Linked DNA regions of Mus musculus: regions 1 and 2 are each linked to region 3. A link is a contact called in public HiChIP or PLAC-seq and promoter capture Hi-C data. All regions are on one chromosome and are shown on one strand. Each heading gives the region's core, a stretch centred on a gene start, on an enhancer-like site or on the middle of the called end of the contact. The rest is flanking DNA. Distances are from core to core; before and after follow the strand shown. Region 1 has its middle 5.0 kb from the start of Mir184. Region 2 has its middle 40 kb from the start of Rasgrf1. Region 3 holds the start of Ctsh (cathepsin H).

Region 1 (4,357 bases), core at 1,254-3,753, 250 kb after region 3:
TGACCTAACCCTACCTCTACTTCACCTCCATCTTTTCTCCACACCAGTATCTTGAAAGTTGGGATTTCGATATGTAATTATGCAGTGGTCCTATATATTTAATATAGGAGGGATTTTTTTTTCCTTAAGCTAGAATTGAAATGGGGAAAAGGATGGAGAATGGAATGTGGGGTATGTCTGTATCACCAATTGATCCCATGTGGCTAGAGCCTCAGCATCAAGCAAAGATGTTATGGATGAGACGGGAAAGGGATCAGTGATTCAGCCTGTGTATACTGGGTGTCAATCAGGGGAGGCATGCAGAAGGAGTGGGGCCAGGTGAGCTACTGAGGCTTCCAGGGTCAGAAGGAGAGAGGTAGGTCTACATAGAGTTCTGACTGTCCCCAATGAGTCAAAGTTCCCAGCTTAGAAACGGGTCTGAGTAGGGGATGGTTTTCACAGAGGCTTCTGGAAGGCTGCTTCTCAGCCTTGGCTTTGTCGCTTTCTTCAGGAGGACACAGAACAGATCTGACATGAACCCTGCTGTCTTCCAGTGACAAGCCCCCTTTGATGACTACCTTCTGGTCTGTTTCTGTTTAGTTTTCATCACCTTGCGTGAGATTGAGGTTTGTAGAGCGTGCTGGGTCAGGTTAACTCGGAAATTGCAAAGGCAGAGACAGTTTCCCTAGGATAATGGGCTTATTGGAAGATGACTTGCCGGAGGGCAAGAAGAAAGGGAGGTTTAATTGTTTCTCCTCAGATTTTAAGGGTGTTGACACCAGGCTCTGTATTTGCAAAACCAAACTCTACTCGCTGACAGCCCACAGCTCTCTAGCAGGGAAGCTGTGCATCTACTTACTACTTATTCCTTATTCACCAGTGTTGAGTGAGCTTCCACGATCGCAGTTTCTGCTCTTAGGCACTTTAGAAGCAGCAATGAACAAACAGACAAAACTCTTTAAAGTTTATGTCCCTAGTAGGGGAGTCCCTAAACCGAGGACTTAGAGGTGTGCACAGTGCAAGCTTCCAGAAAAGAGGGCATTCCTCTTCGCTCCGCTCTTCAGACCCTTGCCACCTGCCTCTCCAGCCCCCCTGCTCACCTGCCTGGGAGTCTTATGAATCTTGTAGCCTGTTGCCTCCAAACCCAGGTAGCTTCCCTGTCCGTAGGTTCTTGATTTAGTTGTACACCAGGTTTTCTAAAACCATTCTGATGTCACATTTTTTTTCTTCCTATTTCTTTTATCCTTAAAGTCTTGACTTAGTTTGAAATCATAAGCTGGGTTGGGTTAAAGAATTCTGGCTCCATTTCTATGCCTCTGTTGACACCCTTACACTCCAGTCTGACAGCATTAGTTTCAGCCCACAGCCCAGGTACATGCTTAGCCAGTGCTTTCTGATCAAACTTCAGATTAGCATGTGGACTCCAGTGAGAGACAGTTCAGGACCCTTAGGGTCTAGTGGTACTCAGAGAAGGGAGCGGCTTCCTCAATTCTGATGCCTCCAGCCCTTGTGGTTAAGCACAGTCAGGCTGAGATCAACCTGACCCAGATGCTTGTCCAGGTCCACAGTGGCTCCTTATTATACTTCAGAGCATACTCAACAGGCTTGAGCCCTGCTCTGGGTGTTGTCCTCCCATTGCCAGTGGATGCTATCCAAGGGCTGAGCTGTGTGATCCGGCAGGTGGATGAGCAGGGCCTCGGCCACAGCTCAGCCCAAAGATGCCAAAGCAAACACTGGGTGTCTCAACTGGTTGCATTCCTGAGCTCATTAAATGGGATGAGCTGAGCTCAGCTAGATGGAGGACAGGGAGGAGCCTGAGAGTCGGAGCCCCGGGATACAGGGGCCAGGCAGTGGCACCTGCTGTAAGAGGCTCAGTGCTTGGTCATTTCTGTCCCTTTGTCTGTCCTGATTCAATCCCCTCTATAGCTTAATGTGTCCCAAACACGGTGCAAGCTTTGGGATTTTTTTTTTTCCCTGCGGAGGGCATTTTTGACACTGCTCAGAAGGAACTCTCGAGTAGGCAAACAGACAGGCTTGGGTGGAGGCAGTCAGTCGACAGGAAAGGATTATGTGAGACACAAGCTAATGTGACAGGCTGCCCAGCCGAGAACTGGCAGGCTGGGAGTTCATAACCTGAGGAGAGTCAGGCAATACCAAAGAGAGAGAAAGTGCCTTGGGGATCTTCAGGGTCACTTTTGGGACAAGATGTTCATGAAAGATGGGCAGGGTATGGATTAGCACCTGGTTAACTAATTTGCTTTACCTTCAAGCTAGCTCCATGGTTAAACTCTTCTTCAGTGTGGGGCTAATCCGAACAGGAAATGGGTTTCATGGCATGTGTGACCTTGTGATGTTTGCGGGAGTCGAGTATTATACTAATTCCTATTTCCTGCAACGAGAGAGTGGATAAAGGAGAGAAATCAAATGGAAGTGCATATAGGTTCTGATTGGGAGGAGCTATGAAGCCTTGGGCAACATTTCTACCCCCTCTCCATCTGTTTCCTATTATGTATTAAGAATAGTGCTACCCTGAGATGAACAGGTTTCTGGAAAGTAATTTGTATCAGATGTGGGAATGTTTAAGTCAGCTATTACTTCGGTCTTAGTGTATTTAGAGTGCATTTTAGTAAAGATCACCAAGGTATCTATGGAAGGCTGGAGGGGAACTCAGTTCTGGAACTATAGAATGAGTGAGTCAATGAGAAGGGACTGGTGAGGCCGGGGCCAGCCATCGTGAAAGTGATCTTTTCCCTAGTTATAGGACCCTGTTTATGTGCTGGTGGTATTTTTAGGAACAAAAGTCGAAAGACAAACCCTGCCATAATCAGAAGATAACAACACATTGTTTTGTCACTTAGCCCCCCCAAAATGACTTGGAATGAGTTTTGGAAGGAGTGTTGGGGTTAGGCTCAGTGGCATAGAGATTTGAGTAACAAGCAAAAGGGATGCACTAAACCCGGGTCCTAGGGGTATCGTGGGATGGGCTCCTGCATGCATTTTGTCTCTCTGATAGAAATAGGACCACTCTAGCTACACCCGAGAGACCATGCTGACTGACTCTCCTTGGCTATGGACAGCAGGGCCCCTGCACTGAGAAGGATGACGCTTATCTTCCAGGACACACTTTTTGCATTGCTATGACCCTTGCTGCCCGGAAGGAAGGGTTGGGCTGGGCTCAGCAGGTGGCATGCAGATGCTACCTGAATATCAAAGTGTCATTATTTAATTGGTGTGCGTGTGTGTGTGTGTGTGTGTGTGTGTGTGTGTGTGTGTGTGTAGAGGTATATGCGTTTCATATGCTCTTGGGTGCGCAAGTACCTATGAATTTCGAGGTCAGAGGTCAAATGTCAGCGTCATCAGCTGCCTGTCTTGTTTAGAGACTGCATCCCGTCCTGTCCTGGAACTCAGGCTCTTGTGCTTGTGTGGCAGGCATTTTACCAAGAGATTTATTTGCTTATCTCTAAGAATGCTTATCTCAATTTTAAGAGAAGAGACAGGTCCTCGCTGACACAGAGCTGAGTCTCTGCACATCTCCCGTGCATGGAGAACAGCTGCCTTCCCGGTCTTTCCATGGTTGTCTGTTCCCAAGATTCATGTTGACTCGAGCGTGGCTTTTCTTGGAGCTACCTTTTGCTTACCAGGCAGGACACAAATTAAGGAGTGTAGCATCCCAGGCATCCTGACTGGTCTCGCCTTATACGCCGACCATCGTTTACACACTCATTGGCAAACTAGAATGCTTTCTGTCTCCAGTGTAAAACCTCCACACTTCTGCATGGCTCTGCCTCACATCGAACACAGCACCCCTGGTCTCTTCAGCATCTGTCAGATGGATTACATTGAACAAAAAATGAATTCAATAGGATGGCCATAAGAAATACACATGTTAAGCAACTTTAGATACTGACCTGTGAGCTTTGTGTGTGTGCCAGAGGAGCAAAGTGACAAGAGTGGCCTTGGCAATGAACTTCTACCTGCTCTAGCATCACCTTTCAGTTATGGAGGCAAAGTAGGAGCCATCTTTGAAGATGCGCTGGAGTTTTGAGTACTTGTGAGTTTTCGTGTATTTAGAGACACTCCACCAGGGTTGTGGCAAAAAACAAAACAAAACAAAACAAAACAAAACGGTGGGAGTCTCAAAAAGAGACAGAAAAACTGTTTCCCTAGATGAAAAGGTGAACCACTGTGCTTTCTCTTCTCACGGTTTGGGTCTCTGACAGGTGGTGAGAGTGGCCCGGTAGAGTGACATCTTCTAGTTAGGTAACTGCTTTCCTCACTCCTGCTGGTGAGAAGAAGCCATCTTCCTCCTCTGCAAATGCTTCATCCTCTGCATCCTTCAGAACTGAGCACACGTTAACCCTCGCTCTGCTTTCTCATC
Region 2 (4,637 bases), core at 1,347-3,846, 180 kb after region 3:
AATCATCGCCAAGTGGATTAGAATAACACCAACTTTTGCTACCATGGCAACTGCTGTTGGTTGCGCAATTGCTGACTTTTGAAGCTACTTAAAAATGTGCAAACCGTTTTGCATAAAGTGGCTTTACATCTCCCAGAGCAGTGGTTTCCATTTCCCCTCGAGACTTCCCCTCAAGAAAATTTACCTCTTTTCTCCCTTAGAAACATTTCATAATTTCTATTTCCAAAGGATTATTTAAAAATAAAGTCCACCAAAATAGTTTCCTTATGCTCATGGAGGAGCAAATATAAATTAAAAAATGAGAAACTTAATTCTTTCAGTTGAGACCAGGGACTCCTGGCGCCCTTCTTTTACAGCATTTGCTTTAGAAGACAGGACTTTTTCTTGTCTTTTTTTTTTTTTTTTTGAAATCTACATAAATCTTTTAAACACCAAAATATTCCCTTGCCAGCTCTGTTGCTCATAGACCCAGGAAAGTTTCCTTTTAAGAATTGGGGATCAATCATCACTTTGAAATGTAATGACCAGAGAAGACAGTGTCCTAGGTGCCCTAGGGTAGCCACCAACTCTCCAGACTCCAAGCCTGCCTTATAAACTTGAAGACCTGAGTTCAAATCTCTAGACCCCCACATAAAGCCTAGCATGCATGGAGGGTCTAGAATCCCAATGCTCTCCCTGCAGAGATGCAGAGGGAAAGGGAGGCAGAAACAAGCCTGGAAGTTGGCAGGTGAGCTAGCCTAGAGTATGCAGTGGGAAAACAACAAGGAGACCCCCATCGGACAAGGTGGAAGGTGAGAGGACATCCCAGGTTGTCCTCTGGTGTTGTATAGCACAGGTGTGCTCACAGTTACCTATATGCACATACATGCTCGTAAATGCTCACACTTGTCGCGCGCACACACACATACACACACACACACACACACACACACACACACACACACACACACAAAGCACACACATGAGTGTACACAGGCCCTCAATCCTCCTTCTCTTCATACAAACAGCAGCTCATTTTCTCCTTGGAGAGAGCTAATTATCAAACACTGTCAAGTAGATGTAAGATGGATGTTGAGGAAGCCTGCTGTTAGACCCTCTCACTGAGGGTTGCTTACTGTTGACCTGGAGGATGTGGGATGTAATGTGCTGAGCTTGCTTTGCTTTGGCCTCTGTCATGGCTTATCATGTTCCCTGATATGCACCACAGTCCAGCTGGGTGCTTGCTCAGTAGTAAAATTCTTTTCTCTCTCCTCCTTTACCTTTGGGGAAAGGTTTCTGGGCTGGGAGATTTTGTTTTAATTGTATTCACCCAACACCCACCAGAACCAAACATTTTAAAACAGTGCTGCTAAAAGCTTTTGTAATGAGCTTCTGTGAATGTTCTAGAGGGGCGGGGGTGTTGGGGAAGCAGAGGGCGAGGGATAGGCAGCTGCCCCCCTTCCCCAAGCATCCAAGAGGCGGGGCCTACACTCAGAACCAGGCTGGGGTGCCACCTCCCTTAGCCTGGGGAGATCCTGGCATTCTGAGCTAGGTCGTGTTGCAGGATCTTTTTTTTTTTTCTCTGCTTTTTTTCAGGGATCAGAAAAAAAAAATCACATGTTTTAGACACAACCCGTAGCTGGGACTAATGCTGCATATGTCACACAGGTTAGGGTTGCCAGGGGATCTGTCTCTGTCTGGGAGACACTGATGTCTGTGTTACAGCCTGTGTGCCATGCCTAAGCCTCTGTGTGTCATGGCTACAAGTCTCTCTCGCTGAGTTTTTCTCAGAAGGCCGAGTTAAAGCACTCATATCTACCTGGTGCCCCTGCTTTTTAACAAGGGGGACTTTGGGATGAGGGGATTCCAGATCTAAGCGACAGCACAGGCTGACACAGGGAAGGTGGTTTGTTTGTTTGCTTGTTTGTTTTTTCTTTCGGGCCTTCGTCTCCTTACCTGCAAGATGGTACTGGCTCATGCATCCAAGGATAAGCAAATGTCAGCCAAAGGAGATCCCTGGTTCCTGTCTGGAAGCTATAAATGTGTGACTATTGATTGTCATTCAAATTTCTACTCCTCAGGGCATTCCTCCCTGAACAGACCGTACCTGGCTTACCATACAGCCAATCTTTTCTTTGCCGTTTATCATAAGTTATTTTTTCCTTTCTTTCCCTGTCTCTTCTTTTCCCTCTCTCCACTTCCATCTCTCCCTACTTATTCCTTCCCTCTGTCCCTCTCTCTCCCCCTCCCTTGCTCCCTTCCTCCTTCCCTCCAGTGCTCTTCCTTCACTTCCTTGCTCTCTCCCTGGCTCCCTCCCTGGCTTCCTCCCTCCCTCCCTCTCTTTCCCCCCTCCCTCTCTTCCCTTCTTCCCTTCTTTCCCTCCCTCCCTCTCTTTTCTTCCTCCTTCTCTTCCCTCCCTCCCTCCCTCTCTTCCCTCTACCTCTCTCCTTCTCTCTCCTCTGAGCAGATTGTGGGAGACTATGAAAGGAAGCTATGCCCTGTACCTTCTAATTCCTGAGCATGAACCTGCTAGCACGCAGTTGCCCCTCAGCAAGGGAGGCTGATCTGCTTCCTTGGCTGGCCTTTAGCAGCAACCCCAAGCTTTGAAAGATTTGTGTGTCATACCCTGCAATTCACAGCTTCCTGCCTAGTCATGGTCCTCAAAGGGTTCTGATTCAGCCTGTTGCAGCTGCTTTCCCTCCACCAAGACTTCCTTGAGGGGGAACCCACACACACACACCCCCGACCCCCCATCTCATGGACTCTCACATTTCAGTTTCTCTTGATGAAGGCCTTGTGTTTTTTGTTTTTGTTTTTTGTTTGTTTGTTTTTTTCTGTCTTTAAGAAAAGACATTGCACGGCACTGGACCTATTTCCCAACAGGGACTTGCCTCTTGTGGGGTCAGCATCTCCAGTTAGAGGCCTTTGTCTGAAGGATACATCCATGGAGAGCAGACAAAATGCAAAGGTGAATCTGTGTGATGTATCACACTCATAATCCCAGCACTGTGGACAAGAAAGCTGAAGGATCCTGAGGTTCAGGACATCCTCAACTGCATGACAAGTTAGAGGGCAGCCTGGGATACCTGAAACCCTGTCTCAAAGCAAAAAACAGGATCAAGAACCGCAAACCCCAACCGTCCGAAACAGAAGAGAAAGGCATAGAGCAGTGCAAAGGCATCCCTTCCACAAGTAGGGGTTCAAATCCTCTCTGATGGATTTAAATACAACCAAGTGAGCTAGAGAAAGCAGCTTGTATTTGAAAACAGATCTCACCAGGACCACAGACATTTGAGACAGACTCAGTGCCAACTGTCTGTTGGCAAGACAGTGGATTAATGGCAGAGCCTGTCTATACCCAAGTTTGAGACTGCCCAGAACCTGAGGTAAAGGTGTGTGTGGCCATGTTCTGAGCATAAAGGCTTACAGGCCCAAATCACCTGCAAGCACAGGGGCAAATGGTCAGTACTCACAGCAGGAAGCAAACCAAAATGAAACAAAGCAAAACAAAACAAAACACACACAAACAAAAGAGAAACAATGTCACCCCCAAACAACAACAAAACCAAAAACCAAAACCCCTCAGAAAGGTTTGAAACTTTAAAGTATTTAAATATTCACCCTCCCTGAAACCATCCTTTCTTGGGAGAGATTTCTTCTCTTTTAAGAGCATAAGGCAGGTGCACACTCCCCGTGTAACACAGTTCGTGCTTTTGGCAGTTATGATGAAGCCACTGTTCTGGTAAATGGTGTCACCTGAATGACAGTAAGTACACAGGAGCAACAGTCAGCAGTAGCCCAGATTTTATTATTTTTAACAATGTCGGAAGACCCCCAGAGTGTAGCTTAGAGAAGACAGAAGGAAAGGGGAGGGTGCGGCCGCGGCGGCGGAGGAGCAGGGTTAAGGAGAAGAAAATAATGTACAGAGGGAATAGAGCGGAGCCTGCTTTGCCTTTTAATAAAAGTCATTATGCTGTCAACAGAAGCCAGCCGCTGGAAGCCACTGGTTTTTAATGTGCAAATAAATGGCCTGCAAGGAGAGGGATGGCTGCTTGTCAGAGTGCCGCCTCCTGAAGCTGGAGGTGAGTGCAAAAGCCACACTCTGCAGGATCCGGAGGGAGAAGGAAGAGGGCCGCGGGGGCGGGGCAAGGCTGCAGGGGAGGGGCAGCTACTTGTGGTGACTGAGTCTGCGCTCTCCAGCTTCCATATAGGATACACGCACCTGGCTGAGAGTTTGGGCCTGGGGGAGAGAGAAATACACTAACCAGCTTTTTTTCTGGAGGGATTGGATGAATCTTGACCCTAGGGCACCCCCACCCAGGGACTTAGGAATTACCCTACTAGTTCATCAACTGGTTTCCAGATTGTCACTCTAGGCTAAAAAAGCCACCTGTATGCAGAAGCACCTCAACTTCCTTGCTACACTTTTGTATGTAAAGAGAAACCACTGAGAAACACTGTATGTAGCTGGACATGATGACATACACCTGTAATCCCAGCACTCGGGTGGCAGAGGCGGGATTGGAAGTTTGAGGTCAGCCTGTGTATAGTAAGGAGTATCTAGAGAGAACCTGCCTAAGATACTGAGAGATGGGAATGTGGATTAATGGTGGTTCATTTGCCTGTGATGAACGAAGTCTTGAGTTCAGACCCAGTCT
Region 3 (4,557 bases), core at 582-3,081:
GAATCTCAGTAGTTGGAGGATAGACAAGAAGATCAGGAGTTCAAGGTCATCCTTGGCTAGTAAATGAATTAAAAACAGAAACCCAAAAAGGCTGGAGGGGCTCTCAGGGTCCCATCTCTGCCTGAGGATTTATAGGTTAGTTAATAGTTGTGGGGGTGGGGGATTGGCCGCGGAAGGAAAGATACATTTTCTTCAGTGGTGTAGTGGCTGGTAAGGTAAGGTGACCATGTTTTTGATAACCCTAATAAAGCCCAGAGGGTCACAGAAAGATACGAGGGAGGGAGGAATGAGGAGAAAAGGGGATGGGGAGGGGGAGAGAGAGAAAGAGAGAGAAAGAGAAAAAGAGGAGAGAAGAGAGAGAGAGAAAGAGAGAGAGAGAGAGAGAGAGAGAGAGAGAGAGAAAATGAGAGAGAGACTAAGTTTCTAGACTGATTTCGCTGATACAGTCTGAGTCCGGATCGTTTGGGATGTCTTCACACTGCCCGGGAGATCCCCAGAGACCCAAGTCAGCACAGCAATATGAATTTGCTACGTGGCATTTATCTCTCTCTCTGAAAGCCCTAGTTCCAGTGAGTTACAAAACCAAAAAGAAAGAAAGACAAGCTGGTAAGAGAAAGTAGAAATGGGAGGGGGAACAATAGAGGGTAATGAAGGCTGAAATATATCAGGATATATTATAAACACTCATGAAAATGTAATAATGAAACTTATTATTAAGTACAATTAATATATGCTAATAAAATCTTTTTTTTTTTTTTTAAAGGAAGTTTTGTGTGTCCTGCGGAAGGACCATCAGCAGGGCTAGGAAATCCCAGACCACCATCTACTCTCAGCCAGGGGCTTTGATTGACCGGCTCTTTACACTTAAAAATGGCTGGCGCGCTTTAACTTCTGTTTTCACTGTCCATAAATAAACATCTATTAGAACCAGCTACCCGTAGCTGCGTTCGTTCCACAGGTTCCAAAGGTTCGTTTGTAGCCTTTAGGAGTTGCTACAGAGACCAACGTTGTACACAGTAAAATATTTACTGGTTAGTCTCCTGCGGTTGCACTTTGCCAAGAGTTGAGGCGACTTTCCCGAGCCAGCTTTTTCCAGGCACACCACAGACGCTAGGGTTAAAACTTCTGTGGGTGCCCCATGTTCCGCAGGGCAGGGAGTCACCCCAGCACGGCACAGTCGGACTAATAACCCAGGCAGGGCGATCCCCGGGGAGGCCAAGTCCACGGAAAGTACAGGCTGGGATGTCCCGCTCCCTCCCGTGGTGGGACAGGAAAGTTTTGTGCCCTTAGCTGTCCGGCAGAAGGGGCTGAAGGCTTCTGTATCTAGATCTGAGCCAAAAGGACTCTAGGTACCTGCCAGCCTGTTCCTCGGATCACGCAAGACGCGTGTCCCCCGAGACTAGCCCGTCCCTGTTCTCCCTCCGGTGCCCTCGGAGCCCTGCGCCCCACTTTCTCCCTCCTACCTATGGCGTTCACGGTCAGCTCGGCGGTGGCCCCAGTACTCAGCAGCCAGGCCCCAGCGCACAGCAGCGGCAGCGCAGCCCACATCTCGGCGCTCACTGCCCGGTCCCACCGAGTGCCCTCTGAGCCCAGCCTGTGGAAAGGAGGTGGGGCGACTCTGGCCTCCGCCTAGGTGATGATGGTTCCTCTCCTGCCCCCTGTGGCCATTACACTCCTGCTCTTGGGAAGAAGGGTTCTCAGGGTCTGACCCTGAAGGCTAGTCCCTGCCAAGTGGGAGGAAGCGCAGCCTAATCCCCAGTTTCCTGTCTGTCCCCATCTCTGGTAACTCCGTCTCCGTGAAGGTTTCTTGAACCATAGCTCCCTGGCCTTCCCTATAGCTTGAAATGACTTAACCAGAGGGCTGTCTGGACTGCTCACCCCCAACAGGCATTTGGGTTGCTTCCAGGCATTTGCGTTGCTTCCTCCTCCTTCCTCCTTCTTCTTCCTTCTTCTTCTGTTTTGGTTTTTTGAGACAGGGTTTCTCTGTACTCACTTTGTAGACCAGGCTGGCCTTGAACTCAGAAATCCACCTGCCTCTGCCTCCCAAGTGCTGGGATTAAAGGTGTGCGCCACCACACCTGGCTCTTTTTTTCTTCTTACAGTCCCCATATAGCCCAGGCTGTCTTTGAACTTGTAACCCTCCTGTTTCAGCCTCCTTTACAAGTTTCTCCTGGCAGCCCATGGCATTTTGATGAAGGCAGAATGACCTTCCTCTCCTGAGATTCTTTGGTCAGATTCTGTCTTTCTAGTGCCGGGGGAAGAGATTCCAGAAGTCTTTTAGAATTAAGTATAGTAAGGTGGTTCTCTACCTGGGGGTCAAATGACCCTTTAAAAGGGGCCACCTAAGACCATCGAAAAACACAGATATTTATATTATAATTTATAATAGTATCAAATGTACAGTTATGACATAGCAACAAAAATAATCTAATGGTTTGGGGATCACCATAAAATGAGGTTGAAACTACTGGTCTAGTGGCTTTGACCAGTTTTCAGAATTCTATTTAAGAAGCCCTGAGGCTACGGATGTAACTCAGCGAGCATGGTCCATCATGCACAAGGCTCTCATATAAGCCTTGAATAAGTTCAATGCCTAGTACTCCTATAAACACACACACACACTCCCCCCCACCCCCCCCAAATAGCCAAATAGACAAACCGAACCAAAAGCCACCACACAAAGGCACGTCTTTCAGATACTCTGGACATGTGGACACTGAATCTACACTGATCGGTTCTGACAGGCCTGGAGTATGGCTCCAAGGACAGATAGTGTGCAAAGGGCTCCCATTTTAGGATATCTGACTTGATGTGTGTACTGGCTGGTTTTGTGTGTCAACTTGACACAGCTGGAGTTATCACAGAGAAAGAAGCTTCAATTGAGGAAATGCCTCCATGAGATCCAGCTGTAAGGCATTTTCTCAATTAGTGATCAAGGGGGAAAGGCCCCTTGTGGGTGGAACCATCTCTGGGCTGGTAGTCTTGGTTCTATAAGAGAGCAGGCTGAGCAAGCCAGGGGAAGCAAGCCAGTAAGGAACATCCCTCCATGGCCTCTGCATCAGCTCCTGCTTCCTGACCTGCTTGAGTTCCAGTCCTGACTTCCTTGGTGATGAATAGCAGTATGGAAGTGTAAGCCGAATAAACCCTTTCCTCCCCAACTTGCTTCTTGGTCATGATGTTTGTGCAGGAATAGAAACCCTGACTAAGACAATGTGTTTCTGAAAGAAAATGAGATTTTGTATCTTGTAATTCATGTAAAAGAGTTGTCTATGAGTCTAGGCCTGGGGCCGAGAACAAAGCAGAACAGACAGGGCTGTTGTTAAGACAGTCCTAAGAACAGCTTGATTGTACAAGCAGGGCTATCTTGTCTGGGTCAACACCACCTGGCCGGAACCTCCCCTCTGTCTACTGCCCCTTGACGCCAGGTAAAGTCATACATCAACTGGTTGCTATGTGAGCAAGATAAGCCCCCAGCCCACAGGAACAAAGTTCTGATGCCCTTTTTTTTTTTTTTTTTTTTTGGTTTTGGTTTTTTGAGACAGGGTTTCTCTGTATAGCCCTGGCTGTCCTGGAACTCACTTTGTAGACCAGGCTGGCCTCAAACTCAGAAATCCACCTGCCTCTGCCTCCCAAGTGCTGGGAGTAAAGGCGTGCGCCACCATTTTTTTGTTTGTTTTTTTGTTTTTTTCTGATGCCCTTTTGCTAACATGTAATCTTTCTGTTAATGTTTAAATAAGCCAATAGTGTGTCACTATGCTGAATTCCACACCCCTAAGCCCCTTACCCCATAAAAATCCCTAGCTTTCCTCTTTTTTTTTGGGGGGGGGTTTCGAGACAGGGTTTCTCTGTATAGCCCTGGCTGTCCTGGAACTCACTCTGTAGACCAGGCTGGCCTCGAACTCAGAAATCTGCCTGCCTCTGCCTCCCAAGTGCTGTGAGTAAAGGCATGAGCCACCACGCCCGGCCTGACCCCTAGCTTTCGAGCCTCGTGGCCAACATCCTTTATCTCCTGTGTGGGATGCATGTCGGTCCCTGTAGCCTCCCCTCCCCCAGCCTTAATGGTTCCACAGTTTACACCTGGATGGAGCTTGCCGGCTCAATCGTTCTGCCACGCCCACTGCTGGAACCTGCTGCTTTGCTGTTTGGAGCCATACACGTGGTCACCCTGCTATTGGACTCCAAGATTAATTGGTGGGAATTAGGCCCCTCCCCCTTCCTTCATAACTGAGTGCCGGAATAGTAAAAATTGAACCTTGAGCAGAGACCTTTGTCTTGGTTCCTTCCTTATCTCGCGCAGCCCAGCCCCTCTTCTCTTCCAGGTTTCCAAAATGTCTTTCCAGGCTAGAACCCAGGCTGTGATCTGCTGGCCGGACACAACAGGTCCGGAGCTCCGTAATTAAACGTCCTCATGTAATTACATCAAGAGATGGTCCTTCGTGATTTTTTGGGTGCACGCCGAATCGGGAATTGGGTGGGGGTTTCCCCACTAGGTCTAACATTTCAATTTTGAGTTTTGAGCTCTTTCCAGGATGGCAGCTTCAGTGACCTGCGGCTCCA

The links. Promoter capture Hi-C pulls out the DNA fragments that hold promoters and counts their contacts. HiChIP or PLAC-seq counts read pairs in DNA pulled down with a chosen protein or histone mark.
Region 1: a promoter capture Hi-C map of second pharyngeal arch cranial neural crest shows a contact between it and region 3. The contact joins the enhancer-like site here to the promoter of Ctsh in region 3. A contact is called at or near these places in 16 of 39 promoter capture datasets (the 3T3-L1 cell line, 3T3-L1-derived adipocytes, the C10 cell line and 9 more), 1 of 484 Hi-C or Micro-C datasets (nephron progenitors), 2 of 115 datasets of contacts at active chromatin or transcription factors (bone marrow-derived macrophages and stem cell-derived neural progenitor cells) and 1 of 9 other capture datasets (liver).
Region 2: an H3K4me3 HiChIP or PLAC-seq map of bone marrow-derived macrophages shows a contact between it and region 3, with 2.6 times the contacts expected there. The contact joins the enhancer-like site here to the promoter of Ctsh in region 3. A contact is called at or near these places in 1 of 39 promoter capture datasets (cranial neural crest), 5 of 115 datasets of contacts at active chromatin or transcription factors (bone marrow-derived macrophages, cardiomyocytes, embryonic stem cells and 1 more) and 3 of 9 other capture datasets (adipose tissue, embryonic stem cells and liver).

Annotation. Positions count from the first base shown.
Region 1 is chr9:89,805,102-89,809,458 of GRCm38.p6, reverse strand. No RefSeq gene overlaps it. Among named protein-coding and RNA genes, the nearest start is that of Mir184, 5.0 kb to the right of the region's middle. Within about 2 kb of position 2,503, at least 15 of the 459 cell types and tissues checked have an H3K27ac peak or open chromatin away from gene starts, as enhancers often do. A contact at or near this core is called in second pharyngeal arch cranial neural crest, where this site is marked.
Region 2 is chr9:89,867,775-89,872,411 of GRCm38.p6, reverse strand. No RefSeq gene overlaps it. Among named protein-coding and RNA genes, the nearest start is that of Rasgrf1, 40 kb to the left of the region's middle. Within about 2 kb of position 2,596, at least 54 of the 459 cell types and tissues checked have an H3K27ac peak or open chromatin away from gene starts, as enhancers often do. A contact at or near this core is called in bone marrow-derived macrophages and pancreatic cancer cells, where this site is marked.
Region 3 is chr9:90,051,541-90,056,097 of GRCm38.p6, reverse strand. It overlaps Ctsh (cathepsin H), which reads right to left and starts at 1,831. Exons shown (of 12, transcript NM_007801.3): 1 at 1,464-1,831. The coding sequence starts at 1,548.